Regions from separate parts of the Gossypium arboreum genome. Here region 1 is linked to region 2. The links are chromatin contacts, called in public Hi-C maps. All regions are on one chromosome and are shown on one strand. The core of a region is the stretch at or near the end of the contact, and the rest is flanking DNA. Distances in the headings are between cores, read along the strand shown.

Evidence for each region. A called contact is a pair of places that touch in the nucleus more often than the background predicts.
Region 1: a contact with region 2 is called in a Hi-C map of leaf, with 4 times the contacts expected there. The contact joins the promoter of LOC108489949 here to the promoter of LOC108489861 in region 2. A contact is called at or near these places in 2 of 5 Hi-C or Micro-C datasets (both in leaf).

The regions. Positions count from the first base shown.
Region 1 is chr8:127,388,480-127,395,355 of ASM2569848v2, reverse strand. LOC108489949 reads right to left here and starts at 3,489. Exons shown (of 1, transcript XM_017794713.2): 1 at 2,356-3,489. The coding sequence starts at 3,282. The coding sequence ends at 2,872. It overlaps LOC108450895, which reads right to left. Exons shown (of 8, transcript XM_053018219.1): 3 at 5,976-6,876; 4 at 5,622-5,891; 5 at 5,435-5,515; 6 at 5,185-5,278; 7 at 5,029-5,095; 8 at 4,367-4,620. The coding sequence ends at 4,605. LOC108489947 (rho GTPase-activating protein 2) reads left to right here and starts at 164. Exons shown (of 5, transcript XM_017794712.2): 1 at 164-666; 2 at 1,402-1,522; 3 at 1,611-1,961; 4 at 2,104-2,436; 5 at 2,438-2,770. The coding sequence starts at 320. The coding sequence ends at 2,572.
Region 2 is chr8:127,160,495-127,166,843 of ASM2569848v2, reverse strand. It overlaps LOC108489861 (protein NETWORKED 3A-like), which reads right to left and starts at 3,389. Exons shown (of 3, transcript XM_017794545.2): 1 at 3,247-3,389; 2 at 2,703-2,823; 3 at 357-1,360. The coding sequence starts at 2,808. The coding sequence ends at 624. LOC108489862 (classical arabinogalactan protein 26-like) reads left to right here. Exons shown (of 1, transcript XM_017794547.2): 1 at 1-305. The coding sequence ends at 224. It also overlaps the pseudogene LOC108452384.

The sequences.
Region 1 (6,876 bases), core at 2,240-4,739, 230 kb before region 2:
AGTAGTAAATGGGACATATAATTGAATCCCAATCTTCAAAATAATAGTGTCATTTTCCCAAGAAGAATGATTTTTGTCAGTGACCAATTGGGGTAGATGGCACTCTCGTAATATCACTCAAACTATAAGGGCAAACAATAAATTCCACTGTAGATAAAGTGAATAACAAAGATAAAAATTTGAAAACACAAGTGGACGTTAACTCTAGAAACTTGAAAAGCTTCACTTCCGATGCATCTCTTAATAACAAGTCCACAAAATTTAAAAACCTCATGACCTTCGAAGAAGAGAAGCAAAACCCAAAGCTAACAGGAAGATAATGACAGGTCTAGTAATGATGACCAAAGGAGGTGGCTGTGGTGGCGGTGGGAAGGGCGGAACTAAAGGAAGAGGAGGAGGGCTCAAGAGCTGTGAGGAGGAAGAAGAACGGCAGAACCAGATTTCTGTCGTGGCCTTGCTTTTGGCTGCTTTGAGGAAATCCATGGTGTCTTGTCGTGTTGATAGACGAGACGAAGTAATGTCTTCTTCCACCGTTCATCATATGGAAATCGGATGGCCGACCAACGTCAAACACATCACCCATGTTACATTTGATCGGTTCAATGGGTTCTTGGGTCTTCCCGTTGAGTTCCAAGTCGAGATCCCCGGTCGGGTTCCAAGTGCTAGGTAATTTTCTTTTGTTGGTCTCTTTAAAGATTGATTTCTTTTAGTTGTTTTCAGGTTGAAATGTTAAGTGTTTTCTGTAGTTTAGATCTGAAATTTATTTTCAAAGTTTTGATTTCAAGCTCTTTTTCATTTTGAAAATTTGAAAATAAACAATTTATTAAACTGGGTTTGTCGCTTTCTATAAAAGCTATATGAAATTGACAAATGATTATTATAATATGTAGACCTTATTTATTTTGTCCTACTCCTTTTTCCAGAAGCAGTAAAATAATTGGACTTTGAGTTCCTTGTGGAATTGCAGTGAATTTCATCGAGTGATAGAGGCTATGTTAGTATTATTTTAGGGTATTAGGATTTGTGGTTATATTAGGTTTATTTCTTGCAGCACCTGAAGTGTGCAATAAATGTAGCTACTGACCCTGCCTTGTATAGGTGAAGCAAATAAATGATGCCATGTTCTGGACTGTTTTTAGTTGCAAAATATTTATTGCAAGCTAATCTTGTCTATGAAGAAATTTGGGTTTTCAAAGAAACTTCTTTTGATGTACCTCTGCGGTTTACAAGCCAAGTCCGGTCTTTTCTCCAATCAGGGTTTTATCTCCCTATTCAATTACAGCACCATGGTTGCTGTAAAGTGAGCTTATGGCAAGGCTCGAACTAGGACCTTTTGCATATAGACGTTTTATCTGTTCTATTACTATGGTCCTTAATTGCAACTGACTGTATTCATTACAGTGCTAGTGTGTTTGGTGTCTCAGCCGAATCAATGCAATGCTCGTTCGATTCCAAAGGGAATAGTGTCCCCACTATACTCTTACTAATGCAGGAGCGGCTTTATTCACAAGGAGGGCTAAAGGTTTGGAGTTATAAACATTGTCAACTACTATTCAATTCAACTCTATGCAATTGAATGATCATGGTTTTCTGCTCAATTGATCTTGTAGGCAGAAGGAATTTTCCGGATAAATCCCGAAAATAGCCAGGAGGAGCATGTAAGAGATCAGCTCAATAGGGGCATAGTGCCGGATAATATCGACGTCCATTGTCTTGCTGGCCTTATAAAGGCTTGGTTCCGGGAACTTCCTGCAGGGGTGCTAGATGGACTTTCCCCTGAACAGGTTCTCCAATGCAATACCGAAGAAGAATCTGTCGATCTTGTGAAGCAACTAAAGCCAACTGAAGCTGCATTGCTCAATTGGGCTGTTGATCTTATGGCGGATGTTGTTGAGGAAGAGGAATCGAACAAAATGAATGCGAGAAATATCGCAATGGTTTTTGCTCCGAATATGACTCAGGTATCAAACAAAATTTTCTAGTTTGCATAACGACATTTGTTGGATCAGTATTCAGAGATATGTACTTAAAATTGTTGTCAAATACTACAAACTGCCATGGGAACTAAGATGAAGATTTTTATTTTGATTTTCTCTCGAGTAGATGTCTGATCCATTGACGGCTCTGATGCATGCTGTTCAAGTAATGAACTTGCTCAAGACCTTGATCATGAGGACACTGCAGGAGCGTGAAGAGAGCGCAACAGGAGGGAGATGTTCACCAATGTCGTCTCACTCTTGCAATGGCCCTACCGATGAGGAGTTTGATAGTAACCGAGAGATGGAAACGAGCTGCGAGCTGAAAGGACCAACATCAGAATATGATAATGCCCTTTACAATAGCTACAGCGGAGACGAAGATGAAGTTCAGTCATTAGATGAAATAGAGGAATGCTTCTTGAGGCAACTAGATGAGAATAATAAGACGGTCACCAATAGTCTTTTTGGAGGAACCAGCTAACGAATTACAAAGTGATCATTCAAGTCCAGTTACTGTCTTACCTGAAAGAATTTTTGCCTCGAGAATTAGTGATGGAAGGGACTCCGGTCGGAAGGAAGAGCCAAGCACATAAGGATGTGGAGATGATAGACAATCTAGATTGTCACTGTCCTTGTCTAATGCTATCTGACTGATGATGGTTCATCCTTACATTATGTAAAACAATACTTTGTTGCTCTTCGTTCATGATTTGCTTCTGTAAATCGATAAAGTTAGTATTGTTTGAATCAAAGGTTCAGTAATGAGGCTGAACTTGTGTTTGTGTTTGAAATCGAAGTTCTCTAACATTGCCTATTCTATCTAAATATGGTTGATTTGCAGGGAATTGGGGGAAAGAAAGGACAAAAAAACAAAACAGAAAAAGAACAGCATCTAAGATGCTAGACAGGTTTCCCAGAACAGCTTGTTCTTTTCCATCTCATTCATGGTTGAATCAAAAGAAACAGCTGATGCTTTCTTGTTTTGTTTTACCACAACTCCATTAATACATTTCTTACACAAATGAACCCCATTTTGGTCCACCACCTCCCCATCCTCTTCCTCATCTTCGTGATGATCATCGCCAACATTTGCTTTGTGATCTAAGCTATAATTAACCACATGAAGAAGATCAGATTCAGATGTAGTGGCATCATCACAGCTGCATGACTCGGCATCATCGTTGTCATCTTCATCATGGTTGATAACAGATATGGCGGGATCAAAGTAACCGGCTTCGGAATCGCCGGTAGTCTCTAAGTGGAAGAAATAAGAGACATCAACAACTTTATTTGTAATCTCCATGTTTCTTGTCGATACTAAAGAACAAAGTAAACAAGTAATAACCTTATTTTGGAGTCCCCAATACGTAGTGTTTATTTATAATAGATATAACATATTACTATAAAAGGAATTTGAAAAGAAAAGGAGAGGTGGTGCTACTTTTGCCGCCAGCGGCGCCTCCGCCACCGTTTGCGTGTTTGAGTTTGAAAAGAAAAAAACAATTATCCGTTGGCTAATTCACCTTCTAGAACAAAAAGAATATATATATGTATGTTTATGTATGTATTCCAACTATTCTAGAAGCAGTGTTGACCACACGGATTTTCTACCTTTTAAAAAGGGGCTATGATAGAATAATAACTTGGCAGCCCCCAACGACCAAGGAGGAGAAAAATGAAATCTGCTTCATGAATTTTGGGTCAAATTCTGATTTTGATCCCTCTATTATGCTCAAAATTTTGGATTTAGTCCTATAATTTGATTTTTGGTCCTATTTTTATAATTTTGTTAGAAGGAACGAAGCCATAAAATTGCTTTGGGTCCAAAATCGAATTAAAAAATTTGCAAGACCAAAATCCAATTTTACCATTATATAGAGATTTATAATTTTTTAAATTTTGACCGGACTATTTACCATTTTGGGGATGCCCTAATCATCAATTAATCCGAATAATATTATTAACTGTTCGGGTTTAAAATATTGACGCTGATTTGCGTATAATAGACCAATTCTAAAATTTGAGGAAAATAGAAAGATCAAAACTAAAATTTGACCTAAATATTGGCTACTGCGTTTGGCATCTGCAGTCTTATTTGTCTGCTGCTGTTGAGAGTCGTAAATATTAGCTGTATATAAAGAATTAATTCAAAATATAAGTGTTCACGTGAGACATTTGTTTTAGAAAAAAATATGAAGTTTTATGGATTGACAAATTCTTACTAAGTGTATATATATAGATAGATAGATATCAAAGCATACTTTGACCCGATACTGAATGTTTTAGTGAAAACAATGAACTCTGACTGGACCACAGGAGGATGCTTAATTGTTTATGAATCCCCACATGGACTGTTGTTTCAGTTGGCAAGTGAATATGAAGACCCATTAACCAATCATGACCGTCCAATATTTTATCAAATGCGGCATGTCTTTTACAAATTTCCATAATGTGATAGCATTCTCACTGAGCAAAATGGGTTTTAAAGTCTACGAGTTCTAACATCACAGTGGCCCCCATGTATTTGACATTTTAACCTGACTGTACAAATTAGGACCCCGCCCTTCTTGTCTACAAGTGCACAAATCAATGTTTCCTTGAGCTTTGATCATGTCTATTCCTCTCTCAGAAGAGTTGATGCCTGTAAGATGACAATGCAACATTAAAAGAACAAAACGAAACAGTACAAGTGCCCACTACGAGTATGGTTAGATTTTTCTAAGTTATATATATATATATATTTGGAGGATCTTTGGATACTTCAAGAAGAATGAATAGTCTGAGCAACATAGATTGTGAAACTGATCCATAACGTGCCTTGTTTCTGGTTCAAAATTAGGTGCTCATATGACTAGCATGTGGGGAAATTTAGATGATCTTAAATGTGAGAATGAGCTCAAATACTATGCCAAGCAATTATCAGAATGATGGCCCTGATCAGTTTAGCTAAGTAAACCACAGTTTCAGATTATCTTAACAGGCCTGTACACACGGCCAAGATGGGCAGATTCGGGGATAATATTTATTATATAAATTCCAATACATTTACCTCTGATATTCCAATTTTTGGATGACAATCCCGTTTAACAGAAGCTCTGAACTATACACTGTTGCTCCTGCATTAAAGTAAACTTGTTCAATTACCACAAAGCTGAGTGATCATTTATTAGAAAGAAACGGGACATCATGATAATGGTGTAAAAACCTTTCTCAAGCAAAGGTTTACAGATTGCCAGATCTTGTTCACAGGAAAGAATCAAGAGATCATCTGGGATCTTTTGATCTTTTGCTTCAACTACCTGAGGAGAAATTCTCAGAAAGTCATTACTTTACCATATTGTCCTTAGATAGAGAAAACATAAAAGGAATATAGATAAAGTTATATCAACGATATTCGAACACCATTAGTGACTGATAGCTGCAGGCTACCTATTAAGGTAGATAGATACACATACCTCACCTCCAACTGCTTTGGCCAAGCTAGCAATCATCTCTTTGTTAGGTTTAACAGTTTGGGTGATGCAGACTCTTCTGTCCTGTCAAGGGATATTAGATATCAGCATACAAGATATTCCAGTAATGTAAGAAGTGTCTGCGGAACTAATCTGGTTTCAAATAAATCAGATATCCACATACAACCACCTTTAGAAGTGGATACCGTCTTGCTCGAGCCAATGAAACAGCCATATTAAAACCAATTTCCTTTTCCCTTTTGGAGTCCCTCAGGATGTAATTTCTCTCATCTAGTAAGCAACTTGCCTGCCCACAGCTATCAAGCCATAGATGAGTCACCACTGATTTTCCAAGAGCAATGGCTTCCAACATGTTCCTCGTACGCACAAATTTGTCTGCTATGAAATGTGTGGCATCTAAAGAACATGATGTGATAGAAATACCCAGTCGTGCAGCAATCTGTTCAAAATAAAAGCAAATCAAAGAATTCTACGACTAGATTTATGAATTATCTCGTTGTTGAAAAAGAAACAAAGGCTACACCTTTTTCTGCTGCTTGACTACATCATCATCCAAATGCTGGCTAAACAGGACTCGAATATATGCCAGCTCTTTTCGTGCTCTGAAGCCTCTGTGGGTAGAATCAGACATTAACTTAGGAACACCTAACCCAATAAGCTCTTTCAAAAGTGATGGTTTTGGTAGGTTTTTGTTGCAAGGTTTCCTGTGATATACGTAGGGTCTGTTGTTGAGTGATGCCTCATTCACACTTTTTTTGCAACTAAGTGTAGTGATGCACTCCTTACCAGAGGGTTCAATAGTATTTCTCAGTGGTTCTCCAAAATTATGGTTCTTTAAACCATTGATGATTGATGTAGAATCCACATAATATGGCTTCCCAGTTTGGGCGGCATTGACTCTATCCAAGTCCCAAGCACTTTCTCTTATGTTGGGGACTGCTAGATCACTGTTTGTAGTAACGCCTGAAACTTGTTCTTTACAGTTCTGTCTTGATAAACTTTCATCAGAATTACTTTCTAAAGAAGGCCAAGAGAGGGAAGTACACATTCGTCCTTTCATGTTGAAGTTACTAGAATTGGTTTCATCATCTTCTGGCATTTTTTTATTTCTGACAGGATCCAGTTTGTGTTCTTCTGCACCAACACTAGTGAATGAAGCATGCATATTACTCTTTCCACTGGAATGGATCGGCACTTTCCGTTGTGTTCTTTTGCCTTTGGGACAGTTCCATGTATCTAATCTCAAATATCTGGCTATAGCAGCTTCTTGTGGACTACGTTGTTCACTCAATTTGCCGTCAAGATTTTCAGCAGAGGCATATGAATGCAGCTTGGTGCATTTCTGCTTGCCACTCAATAACTTAGGTGGATCAGCAACCACGCTCTTCCTCTTTCTCTTATATGTTAGCATACTTCCCTCCTTA
Region 2 (6,349 bases), core at 2,140-4,639:
TGGCACCTTCTACTGATTCGTCGATGCCCACGATTCCTTCAAGCCCCAGTCCCCCGAATCCGGATAACATCGTGGCCCCTGCTCCTGGTTTCGCATTTTCACCATCTAACAGCCCTTTGCCGGTATCCACTTCGGTTTATCCAACTTCAGCTCGAGCTTTAAAACCAACATTGTTTCTTGGTTTGCTAGTATTTAGTATATTGCAGAAGCTTTCTGGTGTGTGAATTTCTGCTGATGGCATTGTTCCTTGTAGCTTCACTCTTTTCTTTTTATGTTTTCTATATATTTATTTTTGATATTGTTAACCATGGTTGTTGACTATTATATTTAATTCAAATTATTAGTATGAACTCTGATTTGGTACCAAAAAATGCTTATATTATTAGCACAAAGACTACATTAAGTTCAACTCTGTCACAATAAGGAAAAACAAAAAAAGAAATAGTAACAAGGGAAAACAAGTACACAAATGAAACAATTGAACGAAAGAATAGCAAACACTGAAAAATTTTCTCAGAAGGTAAACACATGTATGACAATTCTTCTAAGTTCCTAATTTGAACTGCCCTCTTTTCCTATATGTATATGTATATGCTACTTACCTTAATGCAACCTAACTAAAACTACAGGGCAATGATAGTAGAACGAGACAATGGGGACCCATTCAACAACATCCCAAATAGTCCTCCCTTTATTTTGTTAAATTCAAAGGGACTCCATTTACTGGGGGATGGTCTTTTAACCATATTCTTCTTCAGCTCCATGTTCTCATCCTTGAGCGCTTGGACAGCATAACTGAGTTGTCTAATCACCTCTTTCTTCTCTTCATCTTTCTGAATTAATTGAGCCTTCTGAACCTTGTTCTCTTCTTTCAGTTTCTCTATTTCTTCCCTTAACTTCATCAATTCATCACGGAACACCTTTGAAGATTCATCTTCCTTCACAACATGGCCTTCTTTAGTTACTAAACCGGCTTCGTATTTATCTTCCTGCTTGGGATCCTCGACTTCCTCCCCAGTTTCATCATTTTCAGGGTCATCAACTTCTGATTCAGCATAGTCTTCAGAATCAAAGGTCTCGGAGCTGCTATCATAGAGTTTATCCATCAAGTTGATCGTCTTCTCTGAATGGCAGTACTTCATGGAAGAAAACGGGGATCCCAATGTTGTTACAAGGCGATTTCCAGGGTCCAACTTAATTTGATCATACCGCTCAGCGAGTAAACGATGGGATCGGTAGAAATCTTCAACCAAGCTAATCAACTCGGGACGTTTCTTGTAATACATTTCTGCACGCTTTGCAAAAGAATCTGCATCTTCCTCAATCAATTTTAGCATTGCCTTGGTCTTGGAGTCCAACTCTATCATTAAAATAAAACCATTCAATCACTTCAGCAAATAAACAGAACAAACAAATAATGGAAAAAGAAAATAATTCCAGGAAGTTTAATGAGTTGGTCAATGTTAACGTTTCACCCTGGTAAAACAACATGGCAACAGAACCTTTCTGGTCTTTTAATCAAGCAAAGATCTCTCAATGGCAGACATATAGAAGAGAAAGGATCAATTGCTAAATTAAATATGAGCAAAGGGTCCTATCCAAATCTATTCCCGTTCCCTATAATGATCCATTTATAATTAACCTGAGATGCAAGGGATCCAATTCATTATTAGCTCATAAAGTAACGTTTTTGGAAGACTAATTACTTGAGCTGCAAAGCTACACTTAGAAGTTAGTGGGAAATATGGAAAAGTGAGAAAGTTAACAATGTCTGGTGGGACTTCAGTTTCAGGGTCCCTGTACACTGAGGGCCACCCACATGTACATGCTAAAGCCTGTAAGATCTCAGACAACAGAAATTTGAACAGCCATCCAAACGCAAGCCATGATGATTAAGATATTAACACACAAAACAGGAACTACAAGTCAACCATTCCAATACCAGCTCATCATGCCATTGCATCCCTAACACCATGAGCAAATCTTCGGCTCAAGGTTAAATTCCATATTGTTGCCAAGACCACACCAGCTTGTTAGGTCTCTGATTTCAAAAACCTTGTATCCTGAATCCTAGAACTAGATTCACTTCTAGCTTTGGTGTTGAAAATTTGAAATAGAAGGTTTATTTGTATAGTAAGCATATAGTTGTTGTCCAACACAACCCCATTCTGTGCTCCTAGAGAAAAAAAAATGTATTTCACACTAAGATAACCTCTCAGGTTCCTGAATAATCTCTACCCTTGTCTTACAAATAAAAGAAAAGGGTTTCTGGTGGAACCTACTGTATAACATAAGGCCCCACCAGTCAGTCATTACGCAGTCAATAATACACTAATTAGGATTACTTTGTAATGTTTGTTAAATAATACTATTAGCATAAAATTATTTTTTCTTTTTCCCTAGTCCTTGCTCTTCTAGATCCAATTCTCAAGAAACCATTGCAATCCCATTATTAATATCTTTTGTTCTTCACCTCAAGGTTAAAAGTTAACAGAGTCTTCTCATCATTTCGTTTTTGTTTGTCCTTTTTTTACATATCTGTAAAGTGATACTGCAGAAAAAGCAATTTAAAAAAATTGAAACGTTCATGAGAATGAAAAGAAAAAGGCATGCACAATGTCTCCAACGGTCAAGAAACAAGAAATGCCAAGAAATGCTCTAAGATAGTGATGAAGAAAGTAGAAAGGAGAAAGGGGTGTTACCAGAAAGAGTGGATTGAAGCCATTGGGAGCGCTTTGAACCGTCGTGGTGACTATCAAACCACCACCATCTTGAACTTTCCTCGATCTTGTTCATCATGTGAACCATCTTCTCCTCTTTTACCTTAATATGACAAAAGAGTTTTAAGAACCAAAGGACGGAAACTCTAAAACCTGAAACTAAAGGCTAATATACAGATGAAAGAGTAAGAGAAATGAAGACGATATGAAACAGGGCTAGTCCCCTGTGTATTTATGCTAAAAAAAGGGGGGACAAAACAGGAAATAGATTAGGCATGAAAAACGAGATCGAAAAGCGGGAAATTTAGATGGTAAAACCTGCCAAATAAAACTGAAAAAAGAAAGGGATTTATATGGAAAGAAATCTGGAATTTCAATCTAGTGGCGCCTCCCAGAATTTATGCAAGTAATGTAGAAAACATGATCAATTCCCATCACTGGAACTTCACAGTATCCTTCTACTTCATAAAGCTGTAACATACAATTATAATACAAATGTACAGGGAGTGAAGGAGGATTGATTTACCCAGAAAAGAGAGATGGTTTTGTTCAGGTTGATGGAAAATGAGAGGGAGCGTTCCTCTTTTGTCTTCTTCTTCTCTCTTTGCTTTCAATTCACTACTCAGTCCATTGATATATTGGCATTGTTTGAATTAAATACGCATTTTCTGGAATATATTTAATTTTTAATTTTTCATTGTGAGACCAATTAATTTTTTACACGTGTTTTTCTGTCGAAAAACAAAATTTTGACTAACTTAAAATCAGCTTAGTTCCTTATTAAAATGGAACTTAAATGTAAATATTTCATTTGGGAGGGTGGGGTTGGAGCAGGACGCAGATGTACATGTCAGCGTCATCACAATATGGCCTTCCAAATTAATAAATACTTTTAGTAACGGTCGAAAATATCAGACACAACAGTCATAAGACCACCCCCAAAAAAAAAAAAAAACAGAAAAGGAAAAGGGAACTTCCAATCCTTAGAGCTAAAGGTGAAGCCAAAAATGGTTAATTTGTATTTGATTTATTAACGAAGAGTATTGTTTTTCCTGACGGATGAGTCTGGCGTGCCATTTGCATGAATTATTTTCTATGATTAGGATAAATTAAATGCCTGGCTTATATGAATAAATTAAAGGTTATGTTATAAGTTTTGTATTTTTTTATGGAATTTAGTTTTTTTAGATTTTAAAATTTAGGTTTTATTGTTAACATTGATAATTTTTTATTAAATTTATTATTATGACTTTTTGAATAAAAAATATACTTATTTGGTACCCATGTAATTTAAAATGATTACTTAATTAACTTGAATTTAACAAAAAAATTAATAGTATTAATAATTGTACCTAAATTTTGAAATTTGAAAAATAGATAGACTAAATTCCATGAACTAAAAATATAGATACTAAGTTCCTATTATTAGAAAAGTATGGGGGCTTGTGGCAAATTTTAACCTAAATTAAAATATGAAAGAGGCAAATGCAATGAATTAAAGCCAATTTGCGGATTGAGTTGGATCAATTGTAAGAAAATTTAAACTCAAACTTCATTCAAATTGATTTAGGCGGATCGGATCGTGAATACCTCTAGTCTACGAGCAAGAAGAGGAGGATGCCACGCTTCACATGAATATGGTACACCATATTCCGGGCAATACATGCAAAATCAACTAGTACGCACCTGTACAAGCGATATCGACTAAAATTTGTATTGAAACGGAACTAAAAGTTTGTTGTTCGGATCTACTACTGAAACAGAGCATTCTAGCCAATATGAGCGGTACCGAAACAATACCAGCTACCCTGCTTTATACCCTTAAATGTTTTATATGTTATAAGACATAATTTCAAGATTAACAGTGTATAATTATGCATTGTTTGTCTTTTTAGACACTCTATAAAGCACTCTCATTTTATAATTCCGTTGCATGTTAAAGCATCTAACTTGGGAAACAAAATTTTCAGTAAAGAAAATATCAAACTTATCGAATGATTCGTCGACTTCTAACATATGATAATTCGCAACTCATTATGGAGTGACTTTTGGCGGTGTTCGGGGCTTAGAAAGATGATGTAGGCTGGAGGTTGGATTTGTGAAATTAAAATGTGTGTGTGGACAAAGGCAAATATATAGCTTCAAGGAGTTACTAAGAGTATATTTTATGGGGCATGAAATGCAAATGAGATGTGATGACAAATTTTGTCCAATTTGAGATATCCGGTGGAAGAAAAGATGAGACAACTTGGATTCTATTTAATGACCAAAAATATTTCATTTTAATCATTTTTAAAATTGAATCCGAACTTCCTCATAACAACCCCCAATTTATTACTTTGCTAGTTTTACTACCTTTAGATAAAATAATTTGTATTTGATGGGATCAACCATCCGAGTTTATTGATTATGTTAGCTTTATGACTATTTTGATTTATCCCAATATTATCAATAAGTATACTCTATTTTTCACTCTTTTACCCAAAGAGTAATTTCTTAATGAGACACTTTCTATAAAAGAATAGTGCAAATAAAATTTTAGAAAAAAAACACTTCTATAAAACTCCAAATTTAATATGGATTTGTGTACAATTGCTATGAATTATTCTTTTCTAAATATATAGAATTTAATATTAAATCATGACTTTTATTTTATAAAATTTGAAAAATTAATTTTGACAAATTAAAATTAATTTAATTTGTCAAATTTTGATATTTATATATTATGAAAATTGAAAAATTAGTCAAGTTGGTAAGCATTAACCCAATCCATCTCGATGTTCTTTCTCTTGCATGTACTTTGATAATTCATAATATGTCTTCATTTTTATACTATGTGTTAGTTTTACGAGTCTTGGTTAGTTAGGATAAGGAGAGAGATTTGTGGGAATTTGTTTGAATACTTTTTCTTTTAAACTTATTGATCATTTTTTACACTACCTTTGTTCAGTTACTAGATTTTTTAGGTGAAGGGTATTTTTTTTTCTTTTGTACTATTGATAAAATCCCAAGCTATTGGTGCATAATGTTGAGTGTTTGTGAGAGAGAGTTATGGTTATCTCTATTGTTTTTTAAGAGAATTACTGATGATTGGTGTTGAATCACTTTGGATCTTATTCAATATCATGCTGATTAAAATCTTGGAGGGTATAATTCCACAATTGAAATCATTAGTGTTGATTGGGTAGTGATTTTGGTGAGAATTGAGGGAAACTTGGATGTTTTGAGGTTGTAGAGGTGAACTACACTGTTAAACAATAATTGGGTCTTGGAGAATTAGAAGTGAAGGAGCCACCAATGCCATTTAAGAGCATTATCTAGGACATGAAAGGGGAGTTAGGGAGTATATCTAGAAAATGTTAATCAAGGTTGCTTAGGGTAGTACAAGATAACTTAGTTCGCATCGATGCATTCAAGCAGAGTTGTTGGGTAAACATGCCATACGAGCTTTTAAGGGATGTGTTGATGAGAATAGAAGCATCGGAGGTTACTTGGCCTACAAGAAAAATAGTAGTTTCTTGTGTCAGTGTGTGTAGGAATTGGAGAGAGATTATGAAGGAACTTGTAAAAACCCTAGAAATCTCCGGCAACTTGACATTCCCAATCTCATTGAAGCAGGTGATAGATGC